Regions from separate parts of the Mus musculus genome. Here regions 1, 2 and 3 are each linked to region 4. Evidence: chromatin contacts called from public Hi-C data. All regions are on one chromosome and are shown on one strand. The core of a region is the stretch at or near the end of the contact, and the rest is flanking DNA. Distances in the headings are between cores, read along the strand shown.

Region 1 (5,774 bases), core at 1,931-4,430, 8.0 Mb before region 4:
GTACATGTCAAACTCAGGAAGCTAAAAAGGGCCATGTAGGGGTGAGGGCTCTTCATGGGTGAGGGTATATAGAATACATACAATAGGAAAATAGAGGGGGGAGAATACTGGAGGCTAAAACTTTAAGCAGTGATTGGGTCGGGGTACAGCATGAGGGAGGAGTTTGTTAACCAAAACAAAGGATCTAAGGAAAGCATTTATGAAGACCCACTATGTGTAGGCTAATTAAAATGTGCGTGTAACTTTAAACACAGGTACCCAGCATGGGTAGTCAAAACTTCCCCCAGAAGATGTGTGTTATTAAACAAAAACTCAGTTCCAGACCTGGGATCAGGGTCAGAAAGGCCCCAGAGGCTCCCCAAACAACACTGGTGATTGCGGTTGCTCTTGGTTACTGACCATAACTAGATAGTAAGACACTATTGCTCGAGACAGAATATATTTTGGTTGCAGAGCATAAAGACATCAAACTAGGGGCAGGGGAGGGGGCATCGAGCTGGAACAGACCTAAAGCCTTCCTCCCTGCTGGCGAGTTTTCGTGTGCCAGAGGGTACTAACTAAGCAGACTGCAGGGGAAGTCGTCAGTGATACTACCCAGTGGTGAACCCTGAAGGCTATAACACCAACCTGCCATGCCCACTGGTACAATAGCAACACAAAGGTTATGAGGTAACCAACTGCTTTTGCATTGGATCTGAAGCCTGTTGCAAAGGAGAGAATTCATGTCTGGTACTGTAAACTTGAGGAACCTACAAGTTATCTTGCTAAATGGGCATGCCCAACTCCCTTCTAAATATTTATGTTTACATATAGATTAGTTCTGTCCTCAGCCTCAACCAGAGCAGATTCTCTGTAGTGGGCAGCAATTAGTGCAGAGACTCATAACTGGTCAAAGAACTGAGAGTGACTACTGAATGGCCAGCCCTAAGTAAGACATCTATTTCAACATACATGCACGTGCACATGCACACGCACACACACTAACTAAATAATGCATAAAAGGGAGCAATGGCTTGTAAATGTATCTTTTCTACTCCTATTGTCATCCCCAAGGCTTACTGTCTCTGTCTGCTAACCTAGGCCAGGTCCTAGAAGCTTCTAGCTTCCATACAATCTAATCTAGGGCTAGAATGTTTCCTGCCTGTGAGACTTACTGCTGAATAAGCTCACCTTTTCCTGTTCTGATCTCTGGCTGGCTGGTCAACTCAGCTGTTCTGGCTCAAACTCCTCTCCAAACTGACTGATTCAATCTGGCTTCTCTCTCTCGGCCTTTTCTTAATTGCTCTGCTTGGCCTCATACTGATTTTGGCAATCTGTTCTAATCTTCTGACTCCTTCTCAGTCTCTGGCTCCTCTGCCTTCCCCTGTGTTTAGCTTGCTCTCTCTTTTCAACCTTTTCTCTTTGTAACTGTCCTGGTAGATTCTCTCTTTCTCTCTCTCTCTCTCTCTCTCTCTCTCTGTGTGTGTGTGTGTGTGTGTGTGTGTGCTGCTATTGGTTATGTAACCTCTTTCCCCTCTCCTCTTGAGAGCTGGGTGTAGCCTATTCTGTCAAATCTTTCTCTGATTTGTTACTTTGTCTGCCACTCAATTAGACATAACTTTCAAACAAGGTGCTTTCTTCTACAAACTAACTTTACCTTCACTGTTTGGGATTAAAAGTGTGTTCTAAGGGCATATCTGTATTCTAACCAGAGGAATTAAAGGTGTGTGCTATGACTGAGCCACATCACAACTAGAAATCGTTTTTTTGTTTTTGTTTGTCTTTTAGTAAACAATACACTCTCAGGGTTCAGTGTGATCAAATATCCTGCAACAATGATTACTTTTAAATTGTCTTTTTTTATGTATATGAGTACACTGTAGCTACACAGATGCTTGTGAGCCTTCATGTGGTTGTTAGGAATTGAATTCTGGACCTCTGCTCACTCCAGCCCAGAGATTTATTATTATAGATAAGTACACTGTTGCTGTCTTCAGACACACCAGAAGAGGGCATCAGATCTCATTACGGGGTGGTTGTGAGCCACTATGTGGTTACTGGGATTAGAACTCAGGACCTTCAGAAGAGCAGTCAGTGCTCTTACCCGCTTAGCCATCTTGCCAGCCCACTTTTGAATTTTCTTGCATATTGTAAACATTATTTATGTAAATTCATATTTTGCCTGTGTGTCTATGCATCATATGCATGCAGTGCCCACAGAGGTTGAAAGAAGGCATCATCCCCTGGACTGAAGTTACAGTTTCAAGGAGTCACAGTGGTGCTGGGAAGCAAACCCAGGTTCTCTGGAAGAGCAGTGTGTGTGTGTGTGTGTGTGTGTGTGTGTGCACCATATCTGTGCGGGAGACCATGGCTTAAATGATAAGCTATGTCTCTAGCCCCAACATCCAATTTTTGAATGAATAAGTGAGAAAATGTCTTCATTGGTACAGTGTAGTATACAACCTGGAAAGGGCTTTACAATAAGGATGCAGTGTCCTAATTTAGGAATATGACGTGCCCTGGTAATTCTACTGACTCAGCCTCAACTTACTGGATGACACTGCTTATCTCTTCTTAAAGGCTTGAGGCCATGTGGCCTATGGCTAAGTGAGCAGACCTTCTAAGGCACTCAGACTCGTTAACCCCCTCAGGTTTGAAAACAGTTGTTCACACGGTAACCGTGAGGACGAAGCTATTGCATGGTGTTCCATATTACCCTCTACTCGAGTTTTGGATTCTAATTACACATTCTCAAGCTGAGGTAAAAAGAACAAGGAATCAGGATGTCTCCCTGGTAAGGAACTGCCTAGCCCTGGGCAATTAGTTTTTCGAAATCTCTTTCTGCTGGTTTTCATTTGTCATCCCCGCTCCTCTACCTGCCTGATTGTCAAGCCTACAGCACTATTATCTCTCTGAGGTGATAATGGCAGTGGGCGTGTGAGGACTTTTGGCCACGCGGGGGCAGCATTCTCCCTCCCAGGTTCACTCGACCCCTTCTGCAAAGACCCAGGGCAACCCAAGCAGAACAAAACCCCAGCGTGGGCTCGCCCTTTCATTTTAACTCGCTGTGCGCTAGATTGCAATGGAAGAAGCAGTTTCTTAGAATTCCAAGGGTCTCAAAGGAGTAGCCGACGTTCTCGCGATGTCGCCACCGGAAGTGGGTGGCGGCAGGCCCTCGGAGTTCTCGCGAGATGCCGGCGGGAAGTGGGTGGCGGCCGGGCCGAAGCTGATCACATCACTGGTCTGCTCTCGCTAGCTCGGAGCGGCTGTGGCCATTGCCTCGGGCGCTGTTTTCTGAGACCTCGCCTCGCCGCGGTCTTTCCTGCCCCCAGCTCGCGTGCACGGCCTCCGCTGCCGGTCGGTGCTCGGTGTCCCGCCGTCCCCATCCTTGGTCGGTCCGCCGTTAGGCCGTGCCTCAGGCCCAGTCCGTGGCGACGCCGGCAGGTGATGCCCAATACAGCCATGAAGAAAAAGGTGCTGTTGATGGGAAAGAGCGGGTCGGGGAAGACCAGCATGAGGTCGATCATCTTTGCAAATTATATTGCGCGCGACACTAGGCGCCTGGGTGCCACCATCGACGTGGAGCACTCCCACGTCCGATTCTTGGGGAACCTGGTGCTGAACCTGTGGGACTGTGGCGGCCAGGACACCTTTATGGAAAATTACTTCACCAGCCAGCGGGACAACATCTTCCGTAATGTGGAGGTTCTGATATACGTGTTTGACGTAGAGAGCCGCGAACTGGAAAAAGATATGCATTATTACCAATCGTGTCTGGAAGCCATCCTCCAGAATTCACCTGACGCCAAAATCTTCTGCCTGGTGCACAAAATGGATCTGGTTCAGGAAGATCAACGTGACCTGATTTTTAAAGAGCGAGAGGAAGACCTGAGGCGTTTGTCTCGCCCGCTGGAGTGCGCTTGTTTTCGAACGTCCATCTGGGATGAGACGCTCTACAAAGCCTGGTCCAGCATCGTCTATCAGCTGATCCCCAACGTTCAGCAGCTGGAGATGAACCTAAGGAATTTTGCCCAGATTATTGAGGCTGATGAAGTTCTGCTGTTCGAGAGAGCTACGTTCTTGGTGATTTCCCACTACCAGTGCAAAGAGCAGCGAGATGTGCACCGCTTTGAGAAGATCAGCAACATCATCAAGCAGTTTAAGCTGAGCTGCAGTAAATTGGCCGCTTCTTTCCAGAGCATGGAAGTGAGGAATTCTAACTTCGCTGCCTTCATCGACATCTTTACATCAAACACGTACGTGATGGTGGTCATGTCAGATCCATCCATCCCTTCTGCAGCTACTCTGATCAACATTCGTAATGCCAGGAAACACTTTGAGAAGCTAGAAAGAGTAGATGGGCCCAAGCACAGCCTCCTCATGCGTTGAAATAATGCCAAATGCTCTTTAGTAAAATGCTGAATTACGGTGTTTTTTTTTTTTTTGCATCATTTGTCTTTAATATTCATAATGTCATGTGCTTAAAAGTGAGCTTGAAACGTGTGCTTACTATCTCATCTCTTCCCTAGTCTTAGTATTGGACGCTATTTACTCAGCTATCAAGTAGAGATCTTCAAGACGGCCTTTATGAAAAGTTAGTGTGGTGTTAACACTAAAGTAGGTGGGGTGTGGGTGGGTGTGTGTGTATGTGTGTGTGTTCTGGTTACCTGGTTATAATAGAGTATTAAAGCAGTTATCTTCTGTATTATCAGATCACAAAGGTGGAATGTTACTATTTTATCAGCAAGATATTAAAATGTATTTCTAAATCCTCCTTGGTTTCAATCATGAATAAACTTATTAGCAATTTAAAATGTTGTTTGAAATAATTTGCAGGTACTTTATAGATTCTGATTATCCTCAAGTATCATTTAGCTGGCAAATTGGCAATGCTTGGTAGCAGATGTAGTAGTGGTAAAGACTCAAGGGGCTGGAATAGTGACTCTGGTTAACAGCACTATCTGCTTTTCCAGATACCTGGGTTTAATTCCTAGCATCCACATGACAGTTCACAACCATGTGTAATTCCAGTCCTAGGGAATCCAACACCCTCTGGCCTCTACAAACACCAGGCACACAGCTGGTGCAAGCAGAACATCCATCCACATTTAAAAAGTTTAAAACTAATTCAAGGACTAGATATTTATATAATGTAGCTCAACTGGTATATAGCTTGCCACGAATTCACAAGATCTGGGATCCACCACCAGAGGCACATAAAAGCCTGGTGCTAGTGGTGCATGCCTGTAATCCCAGGTGAAGGCAGTATTGGGTGTTTTAAGGTTGTTGGGATGTTTAGCCAGAGATACATGAGACCCCAGTCCCAACAAGTTCTTATGCTAGGGACATAGCTCAGTGCTAGAATGCTTGTCTAGAACTTCCTGGGGTGAAATCCCAGTGCTGATCTTTTACTTTGAAGTCAGGCAAGACGTGATTTCACTATGCCTGCTCTCCTTTTGTGGCTACAGTAAGACCACTACATTAAGATCAAAATGGTCAACAAAGCAAGCATCAAGATTATGCCATTCCTCCAAACACTGCATGTGACATCTGGCAAAGTTTGAGCCCATTAAATGCCAGGTATTAAGTACTTGGCATGCAAGTATTTTAATCTAGCCTCATAACCTGATGGATGGTGATGTCTATCATTAAAACATGAGGAGGCTGGCATGACTGGTGAGACACTTTAGATCTGACCAGACCCTTTGTGCCTCCATCACACCCCTTTACCTCGGCATTTGCTCCTTCCCTGTAATCCCAGTAGTCAGGTGGCTATGTAAGATGATTACCATAAA
Region 2 (5,943 bases), core at 2,249-4,748, 8.0 Mb before region 4:
TCAGCTATACATACAAAGCTTCAATCTAGAAGCTAGAAAAACTGCCTCCTCCCCAAAATATCCCAGGTCAGGTGTATATTCAACAAGTGTTGAATGAACACATATACCACCTCCAACTCCCCTTTCCTTCCCACTGCTAATTTACGGTGGTGTGGATAGCTATGCAGGTCTCCTTCCCCTCTAGTCCACTCCCTAACAAAACTAACGAGACTTTCAAAATGCAGTCTTTAAGACAAATTCCTTGGACTGAAACAATTTATAAGAACAGAAGTTAACATATGCCCATATAAACTATAAACTCATAGAATTACAAACAAAAAGTCTGCCACAGATGTGAACAGAATTTGTTGTTTTTAAGTAAACATGATATGATATTCACCCTCAAAGTTATAGTTAAGTTTGATTTGGTAATTGTCTAGTAGTTACTACTATTAGCATATGTAGTGCTTTGGTTAGAAGTCTGTTCTAGGTGGCTCAGCAGGTAAAGGTGCTTGCCACTAAGCCTTACTACCTGAGTTCCATCCCTGGGACACCCACATGGTGGCAGGAAAGACTTGACTCCACACAAATATTGAGAGAAATCAAGAATAGATGAGACACCTAAGGAAAGGAACTTGCCTCCCAGAAATGCAAGCCTGAAGATCTGAATTCTATTCCCAAACTCAAGTAAATAAATCGTCTAACTACACATTGTCCTTTGACCTGCACACACTTGCTGTGGCTCGCACTTGCACACTCACAGACAATAAATGAAACAAAAACTAAGAAACAGATGAATAACTGGGAATGGTGGTACATACTTCTACCACACCTGACACTTGGAGGTGGAGGCAGAAGGATTAGGAGATTAAGGTCATATCTGGAGTTTGAGACCAGCCTGAGATATTAAAACCTTTTTCTCCAAAAAAGAAAAAAAAAAAAAGGAAGAAAAAGAAGGAGGAAGAGGAAAAAGAAGGAAGAGGAGGAGGAAGGGGAAGATGAGGAGGAAAAAGGAGGAGGAAGAGAAAGAAAGGAAGAAAGGAAGAAAGAAAAAAGGAAGGAAAGAAAGAGAGAGAGAGAGAGAGAGAGAGATTAAAAATAAGATACCTAGGTGCATTAACACAACCATTAGAACTGAAATTATACTGACAAAATACATGCAGGCACAATGGCACACTCCTGCAATCAATCCCAGCACTCCAGAAGCCAAGGCAAGAGGATTATCACAAGCACAAGACCAGCTGGGAGCAGAGTCTCATGCCTTTAGTCCCAGTACCTAGGAAACAGAGGCAAATGGATCTCTCATGAGTCTGAAGCCAACCCAGTCTACATAATGCATTCCAGGACAGCCAGAGAGCTAAATAGTGAGACCCTGTCTTGGAAAAAAAAAAAAAAAAACAAAAATTGAAGAAAAACAAAAAGATAACAATTAAATAGATGGGGGCAACAGATGACGGATCTATCCCCAGATTATTCTTGTCCTTGGTGAGGAACATGAGGAACATAACAGAAACTGTCTCCAGCCCGGTTTCTTTTTTCTTTTCTTTTCTTTTCTTTTCTTTTCTTTTCTTTTCTTTCCTTTTCTTTTCGAGACAGAGTTTCTCTGTAGCCCTGGCTGTCCTGGAACTCACTCTGTAGACCAGGCTAGCCTTGAACTCAGAAATCCACCTGCCTCTGCCTCCCGAGTGCTGGGATTAAAGGCATGCACCGTCATGCCCAGCCAGCCCTGTTTCTGGAAACTTCATCACCCTATTCTGGTAGCATAGTTATGTGAGGGCTGAAATGTAACAGCAGCAAAAGTTTCTGAAAATGCATCAACCAAAAGTTAACATGATATCAACACTTAAGCAAGAGAGGCAAACAGAGCTGGAGGCCATGGTATATAATCATCCATCTCAAAGGAAAAAAATGGGGGAGCATCCTTTAGTATGCAAATTTACTTTCGTCCCTAATAGTAAAATTACATGTATGCCATGGAATTGCTTTAAAATAACATGTATAACCTACTACAAGTGAATGATTGCATACTATCATATACCTACTTAACTGAGGTTGCATAAAAATGTCTAAAGCATCAAAAAACAAAACAAAGTTAATTTAACTAGGGATGGTTGGTGGGACGTTTTAATCCCCAGCACATAAGAGGCAAGGGCAGGCTGGTATCTGAGTTCAAGGCTAGCCTGTCCACAAAAAGAGGTCCAGAAGCCTTGTCTTGAAAAATAAACAAACAAACAAAAACAAAAATCAAACAAAAGACAAAATTCATTGAGACTGGAGAGATGTCTCAGGTTACTAACAGTGTCTGCGCCTCCAAAAAGACACGGGTTCAATTCCCAGAATCCACATGGCAGATCTAAACTGTAACTCCAGTCCCAGAAGATCTGACAACCTCACACAAGACATACAAGCAAGCAAAACAGCAATCTGGAGGAGCAAGGCGATGGAATTAAAATCCCAGCACACCTCCCATTACTACAGAGAGGGGGGTTTTGTCTCAAAATAAAAATAATAGTAGCCGGGCGGTGGTGGCGCACGCCTTTAATCCCAGCACTTGGGAGGCAGAGGCAGACGGATTTCTGAGTTCAAGGCCAGCCTGGTCTACAAAGTGAGTTCCAGGACAGCCAGGGCTATACAGAGAAACCCTGTCTCGAAAAAAAAAAATAGTAATAATGGTGATGATGGTGATATAGTAATAATAGAATCATTCTTTCCATTAAATTATAAGGAGGAAAGGGGGCCTGAAACCGGAAGCTCGTGTCTAAAGTATACAAATATAAACAAAGTATTTCTTTTTGTGATCGCAACCATAACTGAAGTGGCAAAGGAAAGGGTATCGGCTTTTGATTTTCATTCCCACACATTATTATGTTTTTGCTAGCTGTAACATGTTTTAGTTCGGATTCAAAGTTTAAACCCACAGTTAACTACTTATAAGATGTTTGCATATATAGTTCCCCGACGCCTCCCACCAACTACAGACCACGAAGGCAGGGTTAAGCGGGCCCGCCGTTGTGCCTCAACTGCAGAGCACGCCTCTAAAGCGTCCCGCACCCGCATCCCTTACACTGGTGACGACCAGTCCCCCACCACAGGGTTCTGCCGCCAGTGACTGGACGCCAAGGACCGCGCCACCGCCCCAGATCTCCTTACTCTCCAAGGTGCGCGTGCGGCACCATCTTCCCGCCGAACGTGATGCTGGAGCTCGGATCCAAGCCCAGCGCCTGCAGGTACATCCAGAGATGCTGCTTCTCGAAAGCGGAGTCCCGGGCCGAGCTCATGCTTTCCACGGGCAGGGCGACTGTGACGGAGGAAAACGAAGGCACCGAAGCCGTGAGGACCCTTGGACCCCTCCTACAGGCATCCCGGGGTGACGACAACCCCTCTGCGGCGGCCGCCCGCTGCCTCCTCTCCGAGAGCCATCCCACCACAAAAGGCCGAACGCGCCCAGAAAAACAGACAGTGACTGCAGCGCTCCACGCAAACCAAGACTCCCGCGCTTGCGGAAGACTACACTGCGCAGGCGCAGGCGCAGTCCCGACTTCCGGGACTGGTCTTCCTAAGAGGACTCAATCTCCCACCATGCAATGCATCCCTGTCTCCGGGCACATGAAGTCCCTGAGAGAAACTATAAGACCCACAAAGCATTGCGTGACCAGCCAATTGCCCCAAGGTCCGGAAACCGGGTGTTTTCTAGAGCCCTCCCGGCCTTAGTTCCGGATTCTTTGCGTTTTAGGTTTCTGTTGCTCGGGTTGTGATTGCTGTTCAGTAAAAGCTACATTGTAGCTCCTTATAGTGAGTGATGCAGGTGTATGGCCCTAAACAAATCATCTTTTCCTTTATTTTAAGACAGGGTCTTGTCCGGTGGAGGCAGCGGTGTACTCCTTTAATCCCAGTACTCAGAGGAGAAGAACTTTGTTAGTTCGAGAACACTACTGATTTCCGGGACAGCCAGAGCTACACAAAGAAACCCTGTCTCGAAATAAAACAAAGCAAAACCAAAAAGGCAGGATCTTGCTATGTAGCTCTAACTTTATGTAGCGCAGTCTGGCGTCGAAGACTGTACCTGCCTTCCTACTATATGAATTAATGGGCAAGAGTCACAGGGGCCGATGGAGTTGTTCATTGATCACCTCATCTAGAGTGCTTGGCAAAATTTTTATTATCAAATGTTTCTTTGGTCGTGGAGGTTGCAAGTCGAGATTTCTTTTAGCCTCCTCTGGCCTTGAACTCCCTTCCCAAAGGAAGATGACCCTGAATTCCTAATTCTGGAATGCTCTCCATCTTTGTGGGAGGCACCACCAGCCATACTTCAACTTGCTGTACTAGAAATCTGTCTCTCACCGGGCAGCACTTGGGAGGAGAAGACAGGCGGATTTCTGAGTTGCAGGCCAGCCTGGTCTACAGAGTGAGTTCCAGGACAGCCAGAGCTATTCAGAGAAACCCTATCTCGAATAACAACTACAACAAAGTCTGTCTCTCTGCTGAGTGTCAGGAGTCATAATGGGACAAGCATCATCCTGAAGTGGTCTACTTCGGATTATTAGATGACCTGCGACAGGTGCACCCTTATTAAGCAAGGCTGTAAGGAATTCATTTTAGGGAAGATTCCTGCTATTAATATTGCTTTTCCTGTTATTATTAAAAATATATAACAATCACTAAGTAGTAGCACACCCCTTTGGAGCAGATCTCTGCAGATCCATGAAGATGTATTGTCTTGTAGTGATGCCATATAGACAAATAGATGACTTAAGTCATCATGATGATCCTATAAGAATTCCTAAAATTTTATCTGTGATTATTAAGCTCATTTTTACTGGGACTCCTATTAAGTCGTTTTTGATAGTCAAAACTGCAATGAGAACTCGGCCAATTTTCCACATGTTACCAGTTCTTAGATGGTAACCAGATTTTCTCCTATTCAGAGCACATTCCAAGAGGTGATAAAACAATTAACCAAAAGTCATATAAAGGGAACTAATGATTTATTATAGGTGCTAGGACAGAAGATAAAATATTGACTGGGTTTATCTATACAAAACTTCACTAATAACTTAGTTATGGTTTTAAACCTTCAGTGAACCTGTGGAGCTGAGACAGGTGATGGATGTTTAGCCAGAAAATTATTCCTAATGGATACGAATGTAGACATTCTCTATTGTAAACTTCTATTTCAATTTATGATTTGATTTTTTGTGTGAACTTTGTGATCATGTATTCTGAAAGATGTATAGGTACTGAAGACAAATGAGAAAGAAGAATTTTTTAAAGCCTTTCCCCACTTAGACTAGAATTTTTTGCCTTTCCCCCCTTAGAAGAATTTTTCCCTTTTCCTTTTCCCACTTAGGATCTTTTCGCTTTTCCCCTTAGATGGCTTCCATAGGAAACTTTTTACAACTTAGTAATAAATGCTATAATAACTTTTCTAAGTGTCCCTTTTTCTTCCTGTGACTTCTGACTAGCAGGCTGAAAGTTAGAGCCCAGCAGTTCCTGCCGAGATGGAACAAAGGCACATTGTTTAATCCTCTGCTGTTAGGCTACAGTTATTAATCACCTAAACCAGCAGTCTTTTACCCTCAGAAGGACGTTTTAGAAGTTATCATCAGCATTTCAGTACAGTTAGAGAGCTAGAAAGCCCCAAGACCTCAGACTTTAAAGCCATCACCAGAGTCCTACTCTATGACTCCACCACTACACTCTCCAGGCTAGGAGGCTCCCTTCACCTAAGTATACAGCTTCCCCTTCCAGCACCCTGAACTTCTGGCTATTCTTTCTCGAACATCCCTTGTATAACAAGTCCTTCGAGGTAGGGAACTATCATATTTCACATTACCATATCAAGCAGTTATTGCCTCCTGACTTACTAAAAGCACCAGTTCCTGTAAAATTAAGTTCCTGTAGTTTGCAAGGAGGCCATCTGTAAGCTTTCCAAAGCACCAGAGTTCATTCTAAGATCTGACATTG
Region 3 (6,087 bases), core at 717-3,216, 5.5 Mb before region 4:
GTATTGCTTTACTACTGACATAAACACCAGCTCTCACACCAAAGACAGTCTGAGAACTTGTTTTGGACCCAAGCATGAGTGGCCAGGGCAGGGAACACAGATTTAGTTCAACCCAAATTATGTTCCAGGACAGTAACAGTTTCACCAAGTTGTCATAGGAACGGAACAACGACAACAACAAAAGTCACACAGGAAAACACTTTGAATGTATTCCTGAAAACATCACACAGGTGACTTATAGGGAAGGATAGAGTGTAGGCTGCAGATGCTACCGATGAGGCTCGCCTTTGGGATTGGTGGGAGCTAGCTTTGTACACTCCAAAAGATTTACCCAATAGGCACAAGGACAATAAGGCACACAGAAAGGCAGATAGTAAGTACCACTTAGTGGGGCAAGACAGGGCAAGGTAGGCTCTGGGCCAGAAACTTTCCAACTCTCCACAAGCCTGATTAGTTCATCGGCCTCGTCGAATGCGAGTCGAGGGTACCTTTTCTCTGGGAACTTTCAGTTAACACTGCTGAGAAGAAGAAAACAGAATCTCCTTCCTTGGCTCCTTCCCAACCACAGAGAAATTTGTAGCTTTTTCTATATCTCGGGGGACCACCCTTAAGATAGCTGTCACCCAGGGCTGGCGAGATGGCTCAGCTGTTAAGAGTACTGTCTGCTCTTCCAAAGGTCCTGAGTTCAAATCCCAGCAACCACATGGTGGCTTACAACCATCCGTAATGAGATCTGATGCCCTCTTCTAGTGCATCTGACGACAGCTACAGTGTACTTAGATATAGTAATAAATAAACCTTAAAAAATGATAGCTGTCACCCAGGGTTGGAGAGATGGCTCAGGGGTTAAGAGCACTTGTAGAGGTAAATTCGGTTTCCAGAATCTATATCAGGCAGTTCACAGTTGCCTGTTACTCCAGCTTCAGGCTGGGTTCTGGACAAACACACACACACACACACACACACACAAACACAAACACACCTGCAGGTATTTGTGTGTGCATACATATAAATAATGAAATAAACTAAGAAAAAAAAAAAGATAGCTGCTGCCCAGCATTTTGTTTGGCGCAGCTTGTACCATCAAAGGCTATAATGAATTGTCCTAGTAGAGAAGGGATAGGGCCTCTCAGAGAGAGTATCCAGGGGAAAGGTCGCTGGGGTCAGAGTGGGTCTTGCTGGTATTGCATCACAGAGACACAGGTCCTGACCTGAATCCTGCTGTACCGTATGCTGCCCTGGCATAGAAAGTTTTGTTTTAATTTTTGCTTATTTTATTGGAGTGAGGATTGAAGCTAGTGTCTCCTTGGATGCTAGATAAACACTTTAGTGCTGAGCTAAATACCAAGCCCTCTGTTTATTTTTGAGATAGACTCTTAATATTGCTCAAGATGGTCTTGAACTCACTCTGTAACCAAGTAAGACTTTGAACTTGCCATACTGCTTGCTGACCAGACTTCATGAGTGAGTGGGATTACAAATCTGCATCACTAGCCATTGTATAAAGGAATTTTAAAAATGCCCCTTGCTGGTAGCATCAGGCTGGGTGTTGGGGAGGGTCCTGCCTCCTTAAAAGCTCCCCGCCAAACAGAAGCTAAATAAACCAGTTTGTAAATCAGAGCTGTGGGGGGCGGGAATCTCAAGCTAGCACTCTTCAGTTTCCCTCCGCCCTCCCCAAAGCCCAGGAATGCGGCAGGCCCTGATTTTACAGCCCTGGCCACCGGGGCAGCCAAGTCGCCGCAGAACTGGCAGTAATGCGCTACCTCACCATGTTCTTGTGAAACAGTTAAAAGACAAAGTGACAAGCACATCCTAAGTGGCTTTTCTATCTTGATCATAGACTCGCCATCAGGCTGCACAGTAACAACAGAAGCCCCGAGAAGCCGAAAACTCTGCAAGAGGGACGGGAGGCGGGAACCTGATTTGAGGAGGAGGGTGGAGGAGAACAGCCAATCCCGCGCTCCCCGGGAGGAAGAGGAGGAGCCAGAGCCCGTGGGTCCCCGCACTGCTCACTCCCGCGCCACGCCGGCCCCGCAGTCTCCTCCCGGTCCCACGCTGCGGCCCGCTGTGGACTTCCCTGGTGCAGACATGGCCTCGGGCTCCGCCTGCACGGCGGTGAAGGTGAGATCACCCTACAAGCTGTGAATGGGCCAGCCCTGCAGGGTTCCTTCTCGAGCCTCCAGGCTGTGTCCCCAGCCGGAGCGCCCCCCACCCACCGCTCAGCAGGGAGGGGACAGGGCGCGCGGCACCCAGCGCCACCCCGATGTCCCCAGCCTTTGAACTCATCTGCATTCCGGGCCCGAGCGGTGGTAACCGGGGCTCTGATGGGGAGTGGGGTAATAGAAGGGGGAGCGGGATGATGGAGGGGACTGCGCCCCGCTGCCACCCTCTTTTAGTACCACTCCCCCCCAGGCGGGAGCTGGCGCGTGGCTCAGCTCCTGCGGCTGCTGCGTCGGTCCCTCTAGTCTTACGGGACTTAAGCTTCCGCTACTTTGACTAGGCCCACGTGGGAGAGCTGGCACTTGCTCTTTTGCATGCTTCGGCTTCATTTCCCCCTCCAAACTTAGATTTCCTTTTGCTTTGTTTTACCTCGGCAGCGCAGAGCTGAGGGAGCTCTGAGACTTTTTAAATACTGAAACAGAGCGCGGACCGCTCTCAGACTGGAGGCCTCTGTCTTATAAACCGCTTTCCAACCTTGAAAGTTAGAGTTATTTTCTTAGGCCTTAGGTCCCCAGAGATCTGGACACAAGGGACTCTTGTGCGCCGGGAACAGCTGGCCAGATGAGAGCATGAGTTCTGAGAGTTGGAGTGAGCCTCCCTTGGGGAGTTTTAAACACATCCTGATTGATGGGTAGAGAGTGGAATAACGGAGCCCAGGAAACACTGGTGTTTAAGTCCTTTCTAGGCTGTTTATTATTAGCCAAGAACGCAGTTAATTTGATTCAGTTTAGGAATTTCTGACCCATGCTACAGGAAGTGCACAGTTTTCTTCAGGCATCCTTTTGATTGCCTGCAGTGCCGTTTGATGCCCTTGCAAGAGGCCCATCTCTGCATTTAGCCTTCAGCGTGCCAGGGCATTGTATACTGGGGCCCTGCAGGGCTTCATGAACCACTCAGGGTGAGGTTGCTGCATTCGGTCATAGGGGCCAACTTTTTCTTTTCTCCATTTTGAAAAGGATTATTTACATTTATAGAAAGCCATGGTTCCAGTCAGCAGGAACGGGGCAGAAAGGGTCTTCATGTGCAAGGTACAGTAGGTACTTATTTATAAAGTGGAGATTTTAACATATTGTGGGCTGGAAATTTCACTGAGGTAGAGGCCTGTGATTTGAAGATAGATCTATTTGTCATCTCTGTCCCACAATGTGAGTAAAACCAAATAGCTAGAACTTCACACTTAATCAGTCCAGTCAGGATAATACTATCTGTGCAAGGACCAGCATATCTCAACAGAAAGAATTTGCTTTAATCTGGTTAGCCTTCTGCCCAACACACAGTTTCCCTGCAAAATGAATGTGGTCCACTTAAGAGCAGAAAGAGCTATGTAAATATTGAATGATATGTATTTTTTTTATCTTGGCAAGCTTTTGAAATAAAACTTAGAGATATAAATGGTGCTCGGAATACCTGCTGAGTTCTCTTCTTGAGATTGCAACAGGTGAGAACATTGCTAATAAAAAATCATGATGCCAACACCATATTCCACAAACTGCTAAGGCAGCACCCCACATAGAAAACAGGAAGGGTCCCTATCCAGAGCAAAATAACCTATAAAAACGATATCTTAGCGCGAGAGTGAAGTGGCTCCGTCTCTGGAGTGCTTGCTGCCCAAGTGTGAGAACATGAATTTGGACCCTCAGCACCCTTGCTGGGGAGCTGGTGGCAGACACCAGCATCCATAGTCCTGCCAATAGAGAGGCAGACACAGGGAAACTCGGGGTTAACACTAGCCAGCCGAGAATGCCTTTCTCACACACACACACACACACACACACACACACACACACACACACACTGTATTTTATCTGGACATCAGGTAGCATGGATGGATTGTTCATTTGAGATCATAAGAACATAACGATTCTTTCTTACAGATGTGAAGCTGACAGATCAGCTAACGTGTCTCGTACAGGTTCCTAGATAATGACAGACTTACAGCCTGGCACTCCCAGCAAGTAGATGTGAGATATTTCTTGGTCCTTAAACAATAGTTTCATTTGCTTTCCTCTGAGTGGGGAGGAAATAGAGAGCTGGGGCTGCGTGCATACGCAGGCCGCCTCTGCGGAAAACCACTGTATAGGAGGCACGTTTGTGTCCAGCAGGTGGCTTTTGGCATGCACCATTCCATCCGTTTCTGAGAAGCAACTGTTTTATTGTGTACCTCAGTGAGAATATTCCCACACTGGACCCGAGAGGCCTGGACTCTCTTAGGGACCTCTGCTAGGAGGCCAGTGCTGATCACTCCTACTTTGAGCTGTTGTTAGCTTTATGTCACACGCCCAGCTCAGTGCTTGCTCTGTTAATGCTAACTCTGGTACCTTCCTTTGTAAATGGAAATATTACCAGGGGTTCGAGTTTAAATTCAATACCGTTTGGTTTAAGAGATAGGATAGACCATTCAGATGAAAAGCATCCCGTTTTGTAGGGACAGTATAATGCTCATGATCTCGATGTAATCTGTCTACCGGCAGAATCCTACCCAAAAAATACTTATTGGAAACCTGCCAGGCTCTGAGAATGCACAGTTGAGTGAAACAGCATCCCTGTTTTCTTTAAGTTTGTCTTGTATTGGGGCTGGAAGACTAAGTAATATGAGGGAGCTGTCAGGGTCCTGGGAGTGGCAGAAAAGACCTTTAGGTGTTGGTTGTTAGAGGAGAATGGGACTGGCTGGAGGTGATTAAGTCATGGTTATTAGAGCTTCCTTGATGGCAATAAGCACCTTTGTAAAAGGCATCAGGCCCTAAGAGCCACATGGTTCTGCCATTTAAGGGACCATCTATAAACCAAAGAGCTAGCTCTCCCTGATACTGAATTGGCCAAAATCTTGAGTTCTCCAAGGGCCTGCAGATTGTGAGAAATGCGTTTGTAAGTCTGATTTTATTATAGCCACTTACTTAGGCACATCGAGGACAAGCTAGTAGTTGAAATGATGATAAGGAACCTGGAATTACGTGGACAGCTAAGCCTGAGGAAAGGCTGGGGAAGATCTGAGCACAGCGGCCTTGAAATAGAAACCGTCTGTACTTGTGATCGTGAGAATTAGTTGGGTATAGTAGGCCTTCAGGATATAAACCACAGTAGAGAATTTACTAGTACCCTGAGGCAGAGGGAGGCAGAATTTTAGCTAGCCTTAAACTATGTAGAACACACCGTGAGTCAACTGTGTACATACAGTAAGACCCTATCTAAATAAGTAGATAAATAAACAGACAAACAAATAAATGAAGCCAACAAATTTTGGATTTGATTCTAAATGCTTTGGAAGCCATTTAAGGATTGTGAACAGAGAGGTAGTGTCTGATTTATGTTTTTAAGTGATTCCTTGGCTGCTCTGTACAGAATTGCCTATACTGGGCAAAGGACAACATCTGGCCAGAAGCCATGGCGCTTGTGCCAGTCTGGGCTGGCAGCCATAGAAGTAGTGAGGTTCTGCAGGCGGAGTAGAGATAGCGTGTGGGAGGGTAGCAAGAGGGAAAGGGTGCTTCCTGTGTCTGGCTTCCACCCCTGGAGGTGCTGAGCAGTCCTTTCCAAATAGAAGTAAGGAGGCTGAGTTCAGGATTCCTTCCACTAACGCATTTCCAAGTGGGCGCTAAAGCAGGGGGGATGAGGGGGGGTCTCTCTTACAGCAGCAGAAGAGCTGCAGAGTATGTCCAGGGTCAAAGGGTAGAAGATAAATGGAGACAGCAGGAGGCAGAGGCCATGAATTCATAGGAGCACGTTGCCCAAGAGGACTTGAGAGAAACATTGTCCAGGTTTAGCCATGGGCTGGCAGTGTGCTTGATCATGCAGAAGGCAAAGCAAACCTTTGGCATCCAGAGAGGGAGGGAGGTTTGGAGAACTGCTTCAGTGATCCGAGTTATGCCCCTG
Region 4 (5,520 bases), core at 763-3,262:
CCAATATTTCTGAAGTTTATTTAATGAGAACAAGGACTGTTTTAGAGGTACAATTTTCACCAATAATTATAATTATTCCTAGTTTTATTAAGCGGTTTAGGATATTAGACTCTGAATAGTTGGAAGAGACTATGTGAGGCCATATCCAATTCAACACAGCGGTTGGCTCTTGAACATTCTTACTCTACTCTACCATCCTCCAGTGGCTGCACTGCAAAAGCCATCAAACAAATCTACTTCCATGCTTTGCCTTTAGACTTTTCTTTATTCTTTTTTTTTAAGATTTATTTATTTATTATATGTAAGTACCCTGTAGCTATCCTCAGACAGCCCAGAAGAGGGCATCAGATCTCATTACGGATGGTTGTGAGCCACCTTGTGGTTTGCTGGGATTTGAACTCAGGACCTTTGGAAGAGCAGTCAGTGCTCTTAACGGCTGAGACAACTCTCCAGTCCCCAATTCAAGTGTTTTTCCATATAAACACTACAACCTGGCTTCTGCTAGCCTTCAGGACCTGCACTCACGGCATACTATGTCTTCTGCCTCTCTGGAACGTAGCTCTCCAACTACAGTTTTTCCACTTTAAAGTTCCCCCAGTCCACCCTTCAAGATCAGCTTACTCAATCTAATAAGAGATATCCGCTTCAACACACACACAGGAGAAACACCTCCAAGAAAAAAAAAAGGTTCCTACTAATATCTTTCCGGTCTAACTCTATATTCTCACGAGAGAATATAATAAAGTTCTGTAAACAGAGAGCACCTGTCCTCCTGTCAGTGATGTCTTTCTCCCCAGGAAATACATATATATGTATCTCATCATCTAAATTCAATTTACCTTCCCAAAATCACTAGCCTGTTTGCTGTCATAAAATTTTCGACTAATCAGGGCTTTAAACGCAACCTCTGATATTGATTTGGGCTGGATTTTAACTTTTTGGTTATTTTATTTATTTATTTATTTTTGGTGGTGGTGGAGTGTGTGTGGGTGGGTGGGTGGGTGGGTGGGGGGGAATTGAAGGCAGAACTTCAAAGCAATGATAATTTTTCCTCCTCGAAAAAACAGAACATTCCTACACAACGATAACATTTGAGGAGGTTCATCCTCTCCTCCCCAAACAGACTATAACTTGGACAACCAAGAGAGGACACCATGTGTAATTCTCTGTAAAGCAATTACTGAGAATTATAGTCTTCAAAAATTTAAATCTGAGGGATGACTACAGAGCAACTCCTAAGATCGGAGCCCGAGGGGCAAGCCAGAAGTTTTCATCGAGCCGAAACTGGGAGGGCGCAAGCAGCAATAAATACTAAAGACTAAAAGAAACCTAAGGGGTTATCTGCCAAAGCTGAAGGCCCTTAAGGTGTTTTAAGATGCTCGTCCAAGGTCAAGTCGCCCGTTAGTGGTCAAGTTAGGACAGCCAGCCAGGTCCTCCAATCCTATCCATACTCATTCCCCCGAAATCTTGTCGGTTTCACAGACAGCGCCCGAAAAGCCAAAGCTCGGGACTCGGCAGGGAGGCAGGAGCAGCGCGGACACCAGGAAGAGGGAGAGATTCAGGGCAGGGAAGGAGGGTCACTCCTCCCACGTGTCTGCAAGCCTGTGGTCCACCCGCGGGCGGCGGGACTAGCAGCGCTCACCTGTCTGGAGCCCAGAGGCGGGTGGTCCGATCCCGGGACACAGACACAAAGGCTCCCGGCGGGTAGAGGCAGCACACCAGGCCCCTCACGTCCAGTTCGTGGCCCGGGAGCGAGCAGCTCAGCCGGTATCTGGAGGCGCCGCTCGCCATGGCCAGCGTGGATCCGGAGCCCGGCCCCCGGGCACAGCGCGAGACTCGTCCACAGGCCCGAGCCGGCGTGCGCCAGGCTGCGGCCCGAGACCCGCCTGCAGGAGAGGGGCGCCGGAGACCGGAAGAGCCAGTCAGCCGGTGCGGAAGGACCGCGGGGGAAGGGGCGCGCCGAGCCGCCTGAGTGACACAGCAACCCTAACACACACGCCGGAATTCATCATCCGCCGCGGCCCGCGGTGACGCAGAGTGTGTGCGTCGGGCTGCTGAGCATCACGGACCGGGCCCTCTATCCTTCTGCGCCCTGGATCGCCGGCCGAAGAAGGGACGGTGAGATCAGGAAATTCTGCGTAGGCGCCGGAGGTCTGGGTCCGGTCGGAACCCGGTCCATTTCAGAGAACAACCGAAAATCTGTAGTAGTTGGAGGAGGGTAAATCGGAACTACAAATCCCACAATGCCGAGCGTCCCGAGTGACTCGCCGGCGCGCTGAATCCGGATGTTTTAAATCTAGGTGCTCGTTTGACTACTCTGAGTAGTAGAGCAAAATTGCTTGTTTGCCTTACGCCACGATTTGTTTGCCCATTTTCTGCTTGATTCTGGAGAGTCTCCCAAGATTTTCATCAGTTAATTGTTTTTTTTTTCATTTAAGATGACTGAATCTGAAGCCAAAGTGGGAACTTTTAATGAACTTGCCTTCACCTCAAGCTACCCCCTATAATACCAGATTTTGCAGAATGATCGGGTGCCCATTCTCCCCTAACGTGACCACTGTTTGCCCGAGGTTTGGCGCAGAAGGTCTAAGGTGAAGCAGAAAATGCCTTTAATTATTTAAAAGGTCTTACGGTAGCTCGGGCTAGCCTAAAACTCGTGGTTCCTTGCTCCAGTCTCTGAACTCTGAAATTACAGGTGAGAATATATATTTTTAGCCAAACCCCGATGGTGTAGGTAGGAGTCTCACTACATTGCATTGAGATTGTCAGTCTACATTGTAGTAAAGTTAGCTTTCCGTATTGTAGCACGGCATCCATCACACCACAAACCTTTGTTAAGTTGCCAAATCCAATTTGTGTGTTTTTCTTCACTCTTCTTAAAACTTTCATTCTAGGCTTGAAATCACTATTCCTCTGTGTGTGTGTGTGTTTCTCTTGACTTTAGCTCTGAAATGTATTATTCCACTTTGTTCGGTAACCCCAATAGCTTTTCGTTATTTATTTTTTTATGTCGATTTATTTCATGAATGTAGGTATACTGTCGCTGCCTTCAGACACACCAGAAAGTGGCATCGGGTGCCCATTCCAGATGGTTGTGAACCACCATGTGGTTTCTGGAAATTGAATTCAGGACCTCTGGAAGAGCAGCCAGTGCTCTTAACCACTGAGTAATCTCTCCAGCCCCAACAGCTTTTCGTTCTTGAGAATACACTGTTGTATAAGGCCTTCCCCATTTCCCTAATTTATTTTGCTAAGGTCTTTTCCCTTAGGTGTGTGTCTGCCTCAGCCATATTGAATTTGCCATCTTTCTCTGAACATACCATGTTTGAAGTTGTTGTTTCTAGATTCCTAAAACAAACAAAAACTAGTGCTATGAGAGGCTGATGCAGGAGGATCATGAGAATGAAGCATAGCCTATCTAATGAGGTCTAGGTCATTCTGGCTACAGGAAGAATTCCTATCTTAAGAAAACACACCACCCACCCACCCCCACACACAAACAGACCATACACCACAAATGTCTCACCCGAATTAACATACCACACACCCATTTACATACATCACACACACCACACACATATACACATACCCCTCAACAAGCACACACACATACACACACAATTAGTCTGTAATCTTTTCTCCATCTGTCACAGTTCAATACTGTATATCTTCTGGACCCTCCTAGTTCCTCTTTAGACTAATACAGTTTTATTATTGCCTCTTTAGTGTTCATGGTGTCGTGACATATTTGTATAGCAATCATTTCTGCAAGATTAAATTTTCTTAGGACATTTCACTCTTTTTTCAATGTTTTTATAGTTGCTGTTGCTTTGTTTTTGTTTTCCTTTTAGTTTTTATTATGTTTAGTCTCTTTGTGTGTATATTTGTACGTGAGTGTGTGTGTTTGTGCATGCACCAGGATATACATACAGAGAGGCCAAAGGACAAACTTACAAAAAGAGGTTCTCTTTTTCTACTACATCATTCCTGAGGTTATAACTCATGTCCTCAGGCTTGGTGGGGTGGCAAGCAGCTTTACCCACTCAGACATCTCAACAACCCAGGTAAGTTTTATTAAACAGTCTCACATTGGCCTTGGCTATGAGAGCAGTTGATTGGGACACATTGTCAGCTATCCAGTGGCCCATGGGCATATGTTGGTCACACATGATAGATGCTGATATACCTCATGTCTGTAGGTGTGTTGAGCTTTTATCATTCTAGAAGTAGAACCAAGGGTTCACATGAACATGGTAAGCATACACTACTACGCTGTATTTCCAACCCTCTTCATGTCTAAAGGGAAAAGAAATTTGGAGTTACGGAAAATATTAAGTGGCTGTAAGCAGTTTTTGTAAAAAGTAAGTTTGAAAAGCATACAATGCTGGGACAAACTTTGGCTGACTCAAAGAACAAACCTCAGTTTGTGGGTTATTCTCTAAGGGACAGCCGTTTGTGACAAAAATATGTCCAGTTGCTGACAGACTCTGAGCTTTTGTCCTGCAGTGTGAGTTTAGTCTTCTCTGGTTAATGAGATTTTTCAGTAGAAAGATTCAGGCTTTCCGTTCCTCTTGGCTGCTCTGGTCAGGTTGAAAGGTAACTTTGCTGAAAGTCTCTTCCTGCATTGGGAGTAGGGGAAAGTACAGGAAGTCAGAAGGATCTCAATTTTAAGGTGGTTTTAATTTAGCAGTGTACTATACTTCAAGTCAAATTGCAGAGTATTTTAAAAGAACAATGTTTTAGGAATATTGTTCTTTTAGGTCTCCAAAAATGTTAACTTCTTTGGCCAAAGTCAAATGCTTGGATTAAGATACCAAAATATAGGTGATCCTCAACTTATAAAGGAGCTGCTTTCTCACAAGTTGCAAATGTCATAAGCAAAAATGTAGTTAAGAAGCCAGAGAGATAGCTCAGCAAGTAGAGATGCTTGTCATACAAGCCTGACTACCTAAATTTGATTCCCAGAACCTCAGTAAAGTTGGCAGAAAGGAACTGACTCCACAGTCATCCTCTGATACACACACACACACACACACACACACACACACACACACACACACACACACTGAAGTGTATACTTCTGCAAGCATGCGCGCGCACACACACATACACACACTACTCATAGTAACTAAAACTTTCAAAAATGCATTTAACATTAAACTGAGCTATCAAGTACCATTGTTAGCCTATTCCACTTTAGATACACTTAGAACATTTATATTAGCCTGCTGCTGAGCAAAAACTCTAGGCACAAATCGTATTTGATAAGGAAAAGTTGACTAGCTCCTTAGTCTGTTTCTTAATCACACTCAGAACAATTATGCATTTGTGATCCACCTTGGCTGGCTGGGATCTGAAGCTAGTTGCATTTCAGTATTGCAACAGAATATCATGTCATGCTGGGCAGTGGTGGCACATGCCTTTGATCCCAGCACTTGGGAGGCAAAGACAGGCAGATTTCTGAGTTCAAGGTCAGCCAGGGCTACACAGAGAAACCCTGTCTCGAAAAACCAAAAGAAA

What was found. A called contact is a pair of places that touch in the nucleus more often than the background predicts.
Region 1: a Hi-C map of regulatory T cells shows a contact between it and region 4, with 8 times the contacts expected there. The contact joins the promoter of Rraga here to the promoter of Plaa in region 4. A contact is called at or near these places in 3 of 484 Hi-C or Micro-C datasets (B cells, CD4 T cells and regulatory T cells).
Region 2: a contact with region 4 is called in a Hi-C map of CD4 T cells, with 5 times the contacts expected there. The contact joins the promoter of Haus6 here to the promoter of Plaa in region 4. A contact is called at or near these places in 1 of 39 promoter capture datasets (pre-B cells) and 1 of 484 Hi-C or Micro-C datasets (CD4 T cells).
Region 3: a Hi-C map of regulatory T cells shows a contact between it and region 4, with 7 times the contacts expected there. The contact joins the promoter of Mtap here to the promoter of Plaa in region 4. A contact is called at or near these places in 1 of 39 promoter capture datasets (pre-B cells) and 2 of 484 Hi-C or Micro-C datasets (CD4 T cells and regulatory T cells).

Annotation. Positions count from the first base shown.
Region 1 is chr4:86,572,493-86,578,266 of GRCm38.p6, forward strand. Rraga (Ras-related GTP binding A) reads left to right here and starts at 3,181. Exons shown (of 1, transcript NM_178376.3): 1 at 3,181-4,793. The coding sequence starts at 3,427. The coding sequence ends at 4,368.
Region 2 is chr4:86,608,557-86,614,499 of GRCm38.p6, forward strand. Haus6 (HAUS augmin-like complex, subunit 6) reads right to left here and starts at 3,499. Exons shown (of 17, transcript NM_173400.3): 1 at 3,130-3,499. The coding sequence starts at 3,257.
Region 3 is chr4:89,135,404-89,141,490 of GRCm38.p6, forward strand. It overlaps Mtap (methylthioadenosine phosphorylase), which reads left to right and starts at 1,967. Exons shown (of 8, transcript NM_024433.2): 1 at 1,967-2,121. The coding sequence starts at 2,089.
Region 4 is chr4:94,601,235-94,606,754 of GRCm38.p6, forward strand. It overlaps Plaa (phospholipase A2, activating protein), which reads right to left and starts at 2,013. Exons shown (of 14, transcript NM_172695.2): 1 at 1,643-2,013. The coding sequence starts at 1,791. It also overlaps a transcript of Ift74 not described here.